Linked DNA regions of Mus musculus: all the other regions are linked to region 3. A link is a contact called in public Hi-C and Micro-C data. All regions are on one chromosome and are shown on one strand. The core of a region is the stretch at or near the end of the contact, and the rest is flanking DNA. Distances in the headings are between cores, read along the strand shown. Region 1 holds the start of Dmrta2os (a long non-coding RNA gene). Region 2 holds the start of Tal1 (T cell acute lymphocytic leukemia 1). Region 3 holds the start of Foxd3 (forkhead box D3).

Region 1 (4,020 bases), core at 846-3,345, about 10 Mb after region 3:
CGGTGAACGCCCTCCCTCCCCCACCCCGGCACCCGGGTTCCACTCCCACTTCGACAGCGGTAATTGAATTGTCACCTGCTCCTGTCCCGCCCCAGGCCTCCGGGGCCACTTGGGAAGCTAGGCCTTGCCAAGCGCCCCGGGCCAAGGGAGAGTGGCTCAGTGGAGCCGGAGCCCCAGGAGTAGAGGGGTTACACACGTCTACGCGGAGAGGCGCACCGGACACGGTAATTAGGAGCAATTCACACGCTCTCGGGCGCACGGAAACTTCTTGTCACGACATTTGCAACGCTCCTCCTCGCGCACTCCTTCCCTGGCGCCCCCTCCCATCCCGCAGGCACTCAGCAGAGCGTGCGGAGTTTCGAATCTTTCGGACACTGTAGAATGAGGGGCTCCCCGGGCGCGGGCCCGGCCAATCAGAGCGCCGACTGTCTCCCCTGGCCAATGGCAGGCGCCACATTGTTGTCCAATTCTGTCTAATGGAGCCCTGAGGAGCAACAATAGAGCGGGCGAGCGGCTCATTGAGAGCTGGCAGCGCCGGACTACCCGGCCCGGGGCGAGCGCAGCGTCCGGAGCGCACCGAGGGGACGCCGGTTGCAACCAGCCCGCCCTCGGCCAGGCCCCCGGCCCCGAGGCCCCTCCGGGGTGTTGGACTGCTGTGTTCCTAGAGGGGTCCGGAAGTTCGGACATGGTGGCTGAAGGAGGGTGACGTGGTCAGAGAAGGGGCCGGGGGCAGAGGGACGAGGCCAAGAGAGCCGAGGCGCGAGCCGAGCTGGGCGACGCGTGCTGCGCCAACAGAGGAGGAGCCCGGAGCTCGAGGCAGGTAGGGGAGGGCCGGCAGCCGAGCAGGGGAGGCGACCGGGTCGGTGGCCCCCGAGGGCGAGGCCCAGGCCCTGCCGGGCCTTGGGCATTGAGTGCTTGAGGGTCTGGGGGAAGAGGCCTCGGAGCACACGGTGCTCTGGGATTCCCAGACCCGGACCCCAGGAGCGGCTCCCGGCTCTGGCGGGGACCCGGGCTGCGTGGCGGGGAGTGGAGGCCGCGGCGGAAGCCAGGAGCAGGGCCTGCTGGGCCTTCTGCGGCTGCGGCGCAGGTGAGACTCTCGGGTCCCTTCAGGGTCAGTTTTGGAGGCGACTTCCTGGCCTCCTTTGAGGCCTGCTGGATTGTGCAAGTCCCAGAACCCTGGTCTGAGACCAACACTCTGGAACCTGCGCACAAGCGGGGTCCCAAGAGGTCCCAGGATGAGGAGGGCGTGTCTGAGGACTCAGTTCCTAAACTGGGAGGGGTGGGGGTTGGGTAAGAGGCATTGAGCAAAAGGACTCTGGCTCCTGCAAAGTCTAACTTTTCTGAAGATGTGCTTTCCTCTGACTACTCCAGACTAAAAGTCTAACCCCCAAGCCACAGGTTTCACCCTATCCCCGCCCTACCTTTTGCTGGAGATTTTTTTCCTAAGCAGCGCTGTCCCTCTCGGTGGACCTCAGTCCGGGTCGCCTTGTCAGCTGTTTCTGGACGTTTTTCTTGTTATTCAACTAATCTTTGAGCTAGGGTGGCCAGTCCAAAGAAAGTTTCTTCCGATGGCTTTTCTCTCTTCTCAGCTCTCCTACACTCAGTTCTGTGGAATAGAACTAACCCTTTAGAGGCTCAGACCACAGTATTTGCAGAATTCTTTTGGCTGTGATCCCAGGGCCATAAGCCGAACTTTGCCTCCAAGTTTTGTCTTCTAGTTCTTACCCTACTTCTAACAGGAAAAAATTCTTCAGTTCCTTTTTGCTCGAATTCCTCTGCTTCCACATTGAAAGCTACAATTAAGACCCCAGCCCAACCTGTTCACCTCCTCACCCCGCCTGCACATTTCTCTCCTCTTCACCTGTCCACCAAACGGGATCATTTTGCTCCTTTTTTTTTTTTTTTCTTGCTTTGCCTTTGACATCCGCTTGTTGGTCCCAAGTTTTCTCTGTAATCTGAGTCCCTTTCAGGCAAATATTTCTCTTTTCTCGACTCACCCCAATTAACCTAAGCTTTGGGCATAATATTTTCTTTCCAAATCCTCTTTACATTCAACTGCACCAATGACTTCCAAACGTTGTCTTGTTTTTTTCCCCTTGGCGGAACTACTGATTCAAACGAAATCTTACACGTGTAGTCAGATATAAGAGGTCAGTGGTGGGGGTGGGGGCGTACTTGTTTACAGGGAGCTTCCAGTTCGTTTCCCCAGCAGTTTGACAGCCACAAGTTTAGTTAAACTTGTACAACCAAAGTTTCCCAAAATGGGTTTCTGCAGGCCGTGCTTAAGCCTAGTGACTGTATTACCCTGACTCAGGTATCCCCACTTTCCCCACGCTAGGTCCAGCCATGGAGCTGCGCTCGGAGCTGCCCAGCGTGCCCGGTGCGGCGACAGCAGCAGCGACAGCGACGGGACCACCCGTGGCATCGGTGGCGTCGGTGGCTGCGGCGGCAGCTGCCGCAGCATCGCTACCAGTGAGCGTGGCCGGAGGCTTGCTGCGGGCGCCGCCGCTGCTGTTGAGGGCAGCGGAGAAGTACCCGCGGACCCCCAAGTGCGCGCGCTGCCGCAACCACGGAGTGGTGTCCGCGCTCAAGGGCCACAAGCGCTACTGCCGCTGGAAGGACTGCCTGTGCGCCAAGTGTACGCTCATCGCCGAGCGCCAGCGCGTCATGGCGGCTCAGGTGGCCTTGCGCAGGCAGCAGGCGCAGGAGGAGAACGAGGCGCGCGAGTTGCAATTGCTGTACGGCACTGCCGAGGGCCTGGCGCTGGCCGCCGCCAACGGCATCATCCCCCCGCGGCCTGCCTACGAAGTCTTTGGCTCGGTTTGCGCCACCGACGGCGGGGGTCCTGGAGCTGGAGCGCCCGCGGGGAGTGCAGGGGGCGCAGGGGGCGCAGGTGAGAGCACGGTCACACTGGGGGTGGGGTGGGGTCTGGAAGGAGGAGCCCAGGGGACACAGGGCTGGTGCGCGAGGCCTAGTGGCTTGTTCCTTCCCTGACAAAGTGCAGCTCCCTTCCCTAGATGCTCCAACTACTTAACTGTGGCTCTCCACCCACTCATAAACTCTCTGCCCTGCCTGCAGTTTTTATACTTTCTTCCTCGCCCTCACCCCAGGCCCCAAGGCAACACTTTAGCCTTACTCTTGTTAGGGGGCAGGTCCTTAGTTACTGCCCAACTCATTTAGCTGGGCCTTCTCCCCTGGCAGCCCGGAAGCCGCCCATCTGTTCTGCTCTGAGCTTCTTACAGGCCACCACTCTCTTTTCTTCCCAACTCTTCTGAAAAGACCCTGGCAATCCTTCTAATCCGCACTACTTCCCTAAGTACTGGAGACGCCCTCTTTCGTTTCTCAGCAAGATTCCTTTCCTCCAGTTCCTAAGGCATTTCTGACAAAACATTCTCTGCGTTCCCCTCGCTCTGGCTCCGTTTCTCTCTCAGGCACGCCGGGTTTCTCATAGTTGGCACTTTTTTTGCTCTTTCTCGGGTCCCTTTCCCTTGCTCTGTCTACTCTACTTTTTTGACTCGAAGGTGAGGGAGGCAGTTGGGCAATGGGACGGTCCCGGCTCTCAGACTCTTTGGAAGAAGGACATTTCTTAGGAGTTTTGAAAAATGTGGTCAAGAAATAGGATGTAATTTATTTTGTCTGTAGAGAGGCTAAGGACCTAGTCCCCTAAGGATCCCTCTCTCCAGGTTGAAGTGCCTAAGGCTCTGGCAACCTGAGTGAGTAGTGTCTTCCACATACTCTGAGGTATAGGTAGAAGTTCTGTTTGCTCGGATTGGAATCTTGACAAAGCCACTTCTCTAGGGCGGGGTGAGATGGGAAGGGAGTGGAGGTGTTAGGGCACAAGTGTAGGAAGAGCTTACTGAACATCAAGTTTTCAGGGTGTCAGGTCGGGGTGGGGGTGTCTGGGCACAGAAGAAGCGTGAGCCTAGGAGGAGGGGGAGAGCTGTAGGATCTTTGGGAAGAGGTAAAAATAAAACCAGAGCCCTGTCAAGAATAGTTGGGAGGTGGAGAGGAACAAGAGGA
Region 2 (4,219 bases), core at 1,299-3,798, about 15 Mb after region 3:
CTGGTGGCTGACCTGGCTCTCTATACCAGGCTGTCTTTGAATTCGTGGGTGTCCACCTCCCTCTGCCTCCCAAACACCACCATGTGTCCACCATGGTCTCACTCACATAGCCCAAACTGGCCAAGAATTCTGCTATTTTTGCCCTTATCTTTTGGATTACAACAGCCAGTTTCCACCATCATAGAAAGAAAAACCCAGATACTCCTCAGCCCATTGGGTTCCTACAATGTACCTATGGGCTTCAATGTCAAACTTCTTTCAAATCAGGCTTCTGTCCCTCACTAGAAATTTAATATTGAGTTATTGACACAGCCCTGTCACCCCCTCCCCCCACTGTTTTCTCACCTATAAATTAGGAATAATAAAAGCACCAATGGGGAGAAGTTGGATGAAGGGGGAAAAGTATCACTAAAGCACACTATTATTCAAAGGTGCCCTAATGATATCCAATTGTATGGTATTTAAAAAATAAAAAATAAAAGCATTACGAAACCGGGTGTGGTGGTGCATGCCTTTAATCCCAGCATTCCAGAGGCAGAGACAGGTGGATCCCTAAGTTCGAAGACAGCCTGGTCTACAGAAAGAGTTCCAGGACAGCCAAGGCTACACAGACAAACCCTATCTCAAACAAAACAACAAAAACCAAAAAGAGAAAGAAAAGAGCTAATTTAGAATTTTCTCATTTATACACCTGCTTATTTTTATTTTTGCAGTGCTGAGAATTGAGTCCTTGGCCTTGCACAAGATTGGCAAGCCCTCAAACTCCAGTCCTTAGGGATATTTAAGGAAAATCAAACTGTATAGTGCAAAGAAACAATGTACTAAGATTAAAGAGTGTGTTAAGGAACATGGGGGCTTGGGGATGGGTGGGGGGGTGTTCTGCTTTCATCCTGAAACCAAGCTTAAGGGGCATTTTCATCTCTCTATTGATATCTGTTCTGTCCCCCTATAGAGTCTTTTATCTTTGAGCAATTCCAGTTTTAGAGCGGTCAGGGGCCTGTGCTGATGAGGGTCAGCGAGGAACTGGGTGTTGAGATACGGAAAAAGGAGAAACAGACACTCTGGCTTTGGAGAAGACAGGAGAAAGAATGAAGAAGGGAGGGTTGGTTGGGAATGGGTCGGGAGACACGGTGGTCTTAAGAGGCTAGACAACGGCCAAAGCCGCTGAACGAGCATCTGGGAGGCGGAGATCCGAGTCGGGTTGTTTGTAGGGAGCGGGAATCCCGAGGGGCCAGGGGTGGGGAACGGGCGGAACCCGCCGGGTCCCAACGTGAGCGCTCAGCCCTCTCCTCTGCGCATTCCTGGGCCATCCCAGCGCCGCAACCCGTCCCCGCTCCCTCCGGAGAAATTGCCAAATTAAAATGAATCATTTGGCCCATAATGGCCGAGGCGCTTATCGGGGGCGGGCGGGCCCGAGGCGGCTCCTTATCTCGGCGGCGCACACGGCCGGCGCTAACGAGGCCGCGGGCGGGAGCGGGATTAGAGCGCGCGGCGAGGCGCGGGCGGGGGCTGCCCAACATGGCCACGCACACCCCCAAGGCGCAAAACGTGAGCGTCCCGGCCTTCTTCCCAGGGCCGGGAGACAGTCGCCTCCCGTGGAATTGCCCGTCCGTTTCCTCCGTCTTTCCCCATGCGCACTCCAGCCTCGGCTCCCTCTCCCCCGTCTCTTCCCGGGGGGCACTTTCCACGACGCCCCTCCGCTGCCCCTCCCGCCGGGGAGACTCTCTTCCTTCCTTCCCCTTTTCCCCTTGCGCAATAGACAGAAAAGCGCAAGGCGCTGGCGGCTTCCATTGCTTCTGGGCGGTGTGTGCGGGCGGCCGGGTTGAGAGTGCTTGCGTGAGCGGCAGGCTGCGGTGGCTACTCCCCGCGTGGGCTTTTGGCGATAGGTCGTGTGCGGGAGTGTGAAACCCTGCGCTGTCTGGGTGTGGAGATTCCGACCTCTCTGCGTTTTATTCGTTGTATGTAAATTGCCCTGTTTCTTTTCTCCACAAGGTCGGTCTGGTGTATCGCAGTGTGTGGCCTTGGACAAAGTGTTAGGCTGGTTTCGTTATGTCGGGCGGGTGTGATCCTCACCCTGTGAGGTTGTGTGTCTGTGAGCGTTTGCGTGTGACTGATGTCGCTGTGTCATGTTGGACAGTATGCCGGTCTGCCTACACCGGCTTGTGGGACAGAGCTAGCTCGTGTTCATCTGCTTCCCTCCTCTGGGCCTGGACCATGTGTGGTCCTGTCCAACAAGAGTCCTATGCCTGTGTGCCTGTGTCCTTTAGAGGTGCGTTTGCAAATCGCTGGGGGCGGGAGTGGGGGGAGGGCGAGCGAGAGATCGAGGCGCTGGTGGGGGCGTCAGCATGGGGGCGGGGAGTGGGATTTCACATTTTATTCCAAATTATGATGTATTCGGGAGCCAGTGTTGGCTCGGATGGGCGGACAGAGCCCAGTGGGCGGCAGCTCTGTCCGGAGGCTGTCTGTGCCTTGGTGTTGCGGGGGTCCCCTGGTGTGTGCGGGGGGAATCTTCTAATCTGGAAGATGAGCCGCGCTCGCTGAGGCCAGCGTCTTCCCGCCCGCAGCGCCAGGCCTGGATTCGCGCTGCCCCTGGGTTTCGCCTATTTCTGGTCAGTTTCGCGGGTGCGTCCGCGGTGGTTGGGAGAGGCTGGGAAAGACAATGGGCACATTTTCCAGGTCTGGTGCCAGGGGTGGGGGTCCTCGGGATCGTCCCGGGGGACATTTTCTCAGTCCCTTTCCCATCCCGGTCCAGTCAGACCCCCTAGCAGGTTAGCTGCCCTTGGAGTCCACTTACGTTGGAAGGACCGCTTCAGGGCCACCTTAGCTGGACAAGAAGGATCGCGTTTTCCCCTTTTACTGCGATTGTTAATACCTTCGTCATCATCACCATCACCCTTAATATCCGCTTTTAATTAAAACAATCGAACAAAAAGCTCACCAGTTCTACCCTTTAGCTTCTTTGGAGGGAGAACAAAGCAGTCCTGTCCTGTCTTAGGCCCCTCCCTAGCTGCTTTTTTTTTTTTTCCCCTAACTTGCCAGGTTTGGGGTAGGGAAAGAAAATGAAGAGGTAGTCAGAATAAAGAGTCACTCCATAAAACAAACATTAGCCTCAAGTAACAACGGGAACGAGTGTATTCCCCGCGTCTCCCCTCCTCTTCCCTCCTTCTCTGGATTAGCAAGGAGAAAGAAAACCTCCCGCACTGAATTGAAAGCCAGGGAGGAGGCAGTTCTGAGCTTCCGCCAAAGCCGCAGCGGAGAGAAGGAAGCCTTCGCAATTAACCCAAGACTTCGATGTGCCATTGGGCGGTGGACATCTCAGGCAAAACAATTAAAAAAAAAAAAGGAGGCGAAAAATAAAAGCAAACGAAATCCAGCTACCGCTCTTGGAAGTGGCGTCGGTCTGCTTTGGCCCGTCTTTCCTTTTGCTTTGTTTATCGCTGCGAAACAGTATAAGAGGTGTAAGAGTTAACTCTCATCTACTGCCAGTCAAAACCCCGAAAGTCGAAAATCTTTTGCAAAGGTGGTGGAAGAAATGGTGAAATACCTTCCTTTATATCTCTGCATCCATTAGAAAGAAAACAAGGGACCCAGCTAAAACAGATAGAGCTCTCTCTCTCTCCCTTTCATCCCTGCAAGGGAAATAGGATCTTTGGAAACAGGTTCTGCCTTGTCCTGGGCAGGAACTTGAAAGATGGGGTCATGAGGAGTATGGGACCAGGGCTCCCAGGTTCTGACCCAGCAGCCAGGGCCTGAAAACTCTTGGGTTTTTGTTGTTGTTGTTGTTGTTGTTTTTGTTTTTGTTTTTGTTTTTCCATCCCGTTCTCTCCACCCTCGTCAAATAGAGAATTACATCTTCCTGCTCTGGCTAAGCCTGGGCTAAGGTTGTGGGGGCAACCCGCATAGAGACGTCCATGCTTAGAAAACAAATTCGGCCATACTGAATTAGACAGATCCGTTAGAGGGTTCGAACACGTTCTGGGCAGCCTGCCGGAGAGGCTGTTGTTGTTGGACTAAGTAGTTATTCCTGATTGGTCAGGTGTAAGGTTCTTCTTCTTTTTCTTTTTTTAATTCGGGATGTGTTTGGGGGAGGGTGGGCTCCAAACACCTGCAAGTTGGAGGCGGAAAGCCATTTGCTATTCTTTGGGATGGCGGGGCACACGAGGTAATTCCCAGTCATTGACCCCCCATTTTCTCTCTCGCCCTCCCTCTTTCTCTCCAC
Region 3 (3,723 bases), core at 1,004-3,503:
AGTTGCTTGAGCAGTCGCCACTGTGACCTCTTGCCTAGGGTGCAGCCAGCTCCAGCTGGTAGCTCCTGTCGGTTTCCCGAGAAGACTGTCTAGTCAGCGGAATAGACGTTTTTGAGTCAGCGCGTCATTAGTGGTGCAGCTGCGGAAATCAACTCAGGCATGCGTTTTAGGGCCAGGTGTAACCCCAAGATCAACTGGAAACAAACAAACAAACAAAAACCATAGAGATTCCAGACCTCTCAGGATAGTCACTGCTCTCCCCACCCCCACCCCCGCCCCCCAAGCCTGTAGCCGCCCAACTCGGAGCAGCATTGAAATCCATACGCAAAGAGCTACTGGTATTGATGGGAGAGTTGTGTAATGGGATAATCGTCAACCTGTGGTGTCCTAATGCCTGTAAAAATGCAATTTTGCATATTAAGATATTTTATTAATTTGATGTAACTAGGAAAAATGGCTCTAGGTGACGATACAGAATCAGAGGCACACTGGCAACCTGGAAGTACCTAACTTTTTCGCTGTTTCCTATAAACAATACAGAAATTGTTTCCTCCCTGACTTCCTCCTCTCATTCTCTTATAACCTGGGGTTCATAGATCCTTCCCCTAGGCCTTCAGCACACAAATTAATCGGGTTTCAAGAAGGCTCAAATCGGTAAGTGCTCTCCTCTGACAAAGAAGCGGCCTAAAAGCGAGGGGGGTGGGGTTGGTCAGGGCGACCAAGGTCATCTCAAACCACTCCGGGCTGGGAACACCAGTTCCCCTCGGACGGACGTACCGAGTCCACTCACCTCAGCAACAGCAGGCGCTGACCCTGGGTCACTTTAAAGTCCCCACCCCAGCATCTCTGGGATTTCCCAGTCTCTCCTACCAGAGCTGACATTCCTTGTACTTCACGTGCGCTGGACACATCCTCGCCTCTTCTTTGGCGCAGATTTCTACAGAAGTTAAGTCTTGGATAGTTTATTCACACTTTAAGAGATAACCCACATTAGTTAGCAGCAGAGGTGAGCCCACTCCCGCCAGCACGCCCTGGGACACTGTGGTTCCTTGGAGGTCGTGCCCTCCACTCGGAAGTATACGCCAGCTCCCCCCAGTTTTCCAACCCCCCCCAGTCGGTGCGCCACGTCTAATAACAAGGCCCAAAGCCTCTTCCCCAATCCTCTCCACTTACCCAAGACCGCTGCCAATGCCTGCTCCGTTTCCAGCTCATTTCCGACTTTTTCTGTGCTAAGTCGTTTAACAACTCCAACAGCCAGTTATGACGTCTTTGTTTATAGGTTCCCTGCTATTTTACGTCCTTTTTATTTCTCTGCAACTATCCTAATAGGTTAATCGATAGCTATTCTCTGACCTCGGGAAACCCCAGCTGATGGTGTTGTGACCGTTGCGAATATATATATATATATATATATATATATATATATATATATATTCCTGCGTCGTGCCCGGAAAGCTAGGGTAAGACTTGAGTAGTTAGATTTGGGGGTGATGCGAGGCACATCAGCAGATGTCTTTTCTCTGGAATAGCCCTGAAACAGGAGGGGGTCTGAGGCCTAATTAGCAAAAGGAAGCCGGATGTGTTCCTTTAATCCTTGAATCGAAAACAAAACCCCAAAGCAAATCAAAATAGTAAGTTTTTTTCTTTTCTTTTCTTTTTTTTTTTTTTTTTAAATCACAACCTTGTTCTGCATTGCCAGTTGGTCTATATAATATTAGCAAAGAGGGGAGGGCAGGGTAGTAAGAAAAATGCAGGGGGCGGAGAGGGCAGGGTGGTAAGAAGCCCTACAGTCCGGAGGACACTCTTAGGCCCACGCCCTCTCCACCCCCACCCACCCACTCTCACGCCCTCCCTGAACCCCACACCCGGCTCCAGCGTGGGCAGGGGTCTCCCAACAGCCCGAAGAGCTTTCGGGGCCTGCGGGATGCTAGCGCCTAGTCGGTGAGGAGTTGCGCTTCTGTCGTCCCTTTGTTGACAATTCCCTGAACCAACTTGAGTTTGGCCAGCTCCACGGCGGCCCTGACGTCACGCGCGGTCACGTGGCCCCGCCTCCCTCTGGATCTTTAAGTAGAAAGTAATCTATCAGGCCAGTCCTTAAAACGGGACTTTCGACTACCCAGGCTTGGCTTCCCTGTCACCACCCCCCCAACCCCCAACCCCGCGGTCGCCCATGCCCGCGCCCTCCAGAGCTGCTTGGAGCCCGGCGTCCCGCGCTTGCCTGGACCGCTCCTGAACCCCACGCCCAAACCAGAGGTCGAGGAAGGCTGGTGAAGTGAGGGGGTGCGGCGTGGAGAAACCTCCGGGGTCGCGAGCAGTAGCTGTCTCCTCGTAGAGAAGCGTCGAGGACCGCAAGAGTTCGCGGAGCGCGGCTGCGGAGCGCAGCGCCCGCACCGCGCGATGCCAGGCCTCCTCGTGTGAGCTGACCCGACAGGGCCCCGAGCTACCTGTGCCCTCTCCCCCCCCCCCGGCTTTCTTTCGGGGGACACTCACACCTCCTTTGCCTGAGCTCCGCGGCCGCCCCTCGCGGCCCCCCTCGCTCTCTGCTCGCTCCTGGCCGCCGCCACCAACCCCGCGGAGGGATGACCCTCTCCGGCAGCGGCAGCGCCAGCGATATGTCCGGCCAGACGGTGCTGACGGCCGAGGACGTGGACATCGATGTGGTGGGCGAGGGCGACGACGGGCTGGAGGAGAAGGACAGCGACGCCGGGTGCGACAGCCCCGCGGGGCCTCCGGACCTGCGCCTGGACGAGGCGGACGAAGGGCCACCGGTGAGCGCTCATCACGGCCAGTCTCAACCGCAAGCCCTGGCACTGCCCACCGAGGCGACCGGGCCGGGGAACGACACGGGAGCTCCGGAGGCCGACGGCTGCAAGGGCGGCGAGGACGCGGTGACAGGCGGCGGTGGGCCCGGCGCGGGCAGCGGGGCGACGGGAGGTCTGACCCCGAACAAGCCCAAGAACAGCCTGGTGAAGCCACCCTACTCTTACATCGCGCTCATCACCATGGCCATCCTGCAGAGCCCGCAGAAGAAGCTGACCCTGAGCGGCATCTGCGAGTTCATCAGCAACCGTTTTCCGTACTACCGGGAGAAGTTCCCCGCCTGGCAGAACAGCATCCGCCACAACCTGTCGCTCAACGACTGCTTCGTCAAGATCCCCCGCGAGCCGGGCAACCCGGGCAAGGGCAACTACTGGACCCTGGACCCCCAGTCCGAGGACATGTTCGACAACGGCAGCTTCCTGCGGCGCCGGAAGCGCTTCAAGCGCCACCAGCAGGAGCACCTGCGCGAGCAGACGGCGCTGATGATGCAGAGCTTCGGAGCCTACAGCCTGGCGGCGGCGGCGGGCGCAGGACCCTACGGCCGCCCCTACGGCCTGCACCCCGCGGCGGCTGCGGGCGCCTACTCGCACCCCGCGGCGGCGGCGGCGGCCGCGGCTGCTGCGGCGCTCCAGTACCCGTACGCGCTACCACCCGTGGCTCCCGTGCTGCCGCCCGCAGTGCCCCTGCTGCCCTCGGGCGAGCTGGGCCGCAAAGCGGCCGCCTTCGGCTCGCAGCTCGGTCCGAGCCTGCAGCTACAGCTCAACACCCTGGGCGCCGCCGCGGCAGCCGCGGGCACGGCGGGCGCGGCGGGCACCACGTCGCTCATCAAGTCCGAGCCCAGTGCGCGGCCGTCGTTCAGCATCGAGAACATCATAGGCGCGGGATCCGCGGCGCCCGGGGGCT

What was found. Hi-C and Micro-C count contacts between places; a contact is called where the count stands out from the background.
Region 1: a contact with region 3 is called in a Micro-C map of embryonic stem cells, with 11 times the contacts expected there. The contact joins the promoter of Dmrta2os here to the promoter of Foxd3 in region 3. A contact is called at or near these places in 1 of 39 promoter capture datasets (hippocampal neurons) and 2 of 484 Hi-C or Micro-C datasets (cerebellum and embryonic stem cells).
Region 2: a contact with region 3 is called in a Hi-C map of cerebellum, with 9 times the contacts expected there. The contact joins the promoter of Tal1 here to the promoter of Foxd3 in region 3. A contact is called at or near these places in 1 of 39 promoter capture datasets (hippocampal neurons) and 2 of 484 Hi-C or Micro-C datasets (cerebellum and embryonic stem cells).

The regions. Positions count from the first base shown.
Region 1 is chr4:109,977,517-109,981,536 of GRCm38.p6, forward strand. It overlaps Dmrta2os (a long non-coding RNA gene), which reads right to left and starts at 2,096. Exons shown (of 4, transcript XR_868017.3): 1 at 1,422-2,096; 2 at 1-1,270. Dmrta2 (doublesex and mab-3 related transcription factor like family A2) reads left to right here and starts at 509. Exons shown (of 3, transcript NM_172296.2): 1 at 509-820; 2 at 2,339-2,893. The coding sequence starts at 2,347.
Region 2 is chr4:115,055,263-115,059,481 of GRCm38.p6, forward strand. It overlaps Tal1 (T cell acute lymphocytic leukemia 1), which reads left to right and starts at 2,549. Exons shown (of 5, transcript NM_001287388.1): 1 at 2,549-2,609. Gm33786 (a long non-coding RNA gene) reads right to left here and starts at 4,048. Exons shown (of 2, transcript XR_376559.3): 1 at 2,795-4,048; 2 at 2,360-2,647. Gm52674 (a long non-coding RNA gene) reads right to left here and starts at 319. Exons shown (of 3, transcript XR_003955097.1): 1 at 1-319.
Region 3 is chr4:99,654,046-99,657,768 of GRCm38.p6, forward strand. Foxd3 (forkhead box D3) reads left to right here and starts at 2,254. Exons shown (of 1, transcript NM_010425.3): 1 at 2,254-3,723. The coding sequence starts at 2,580.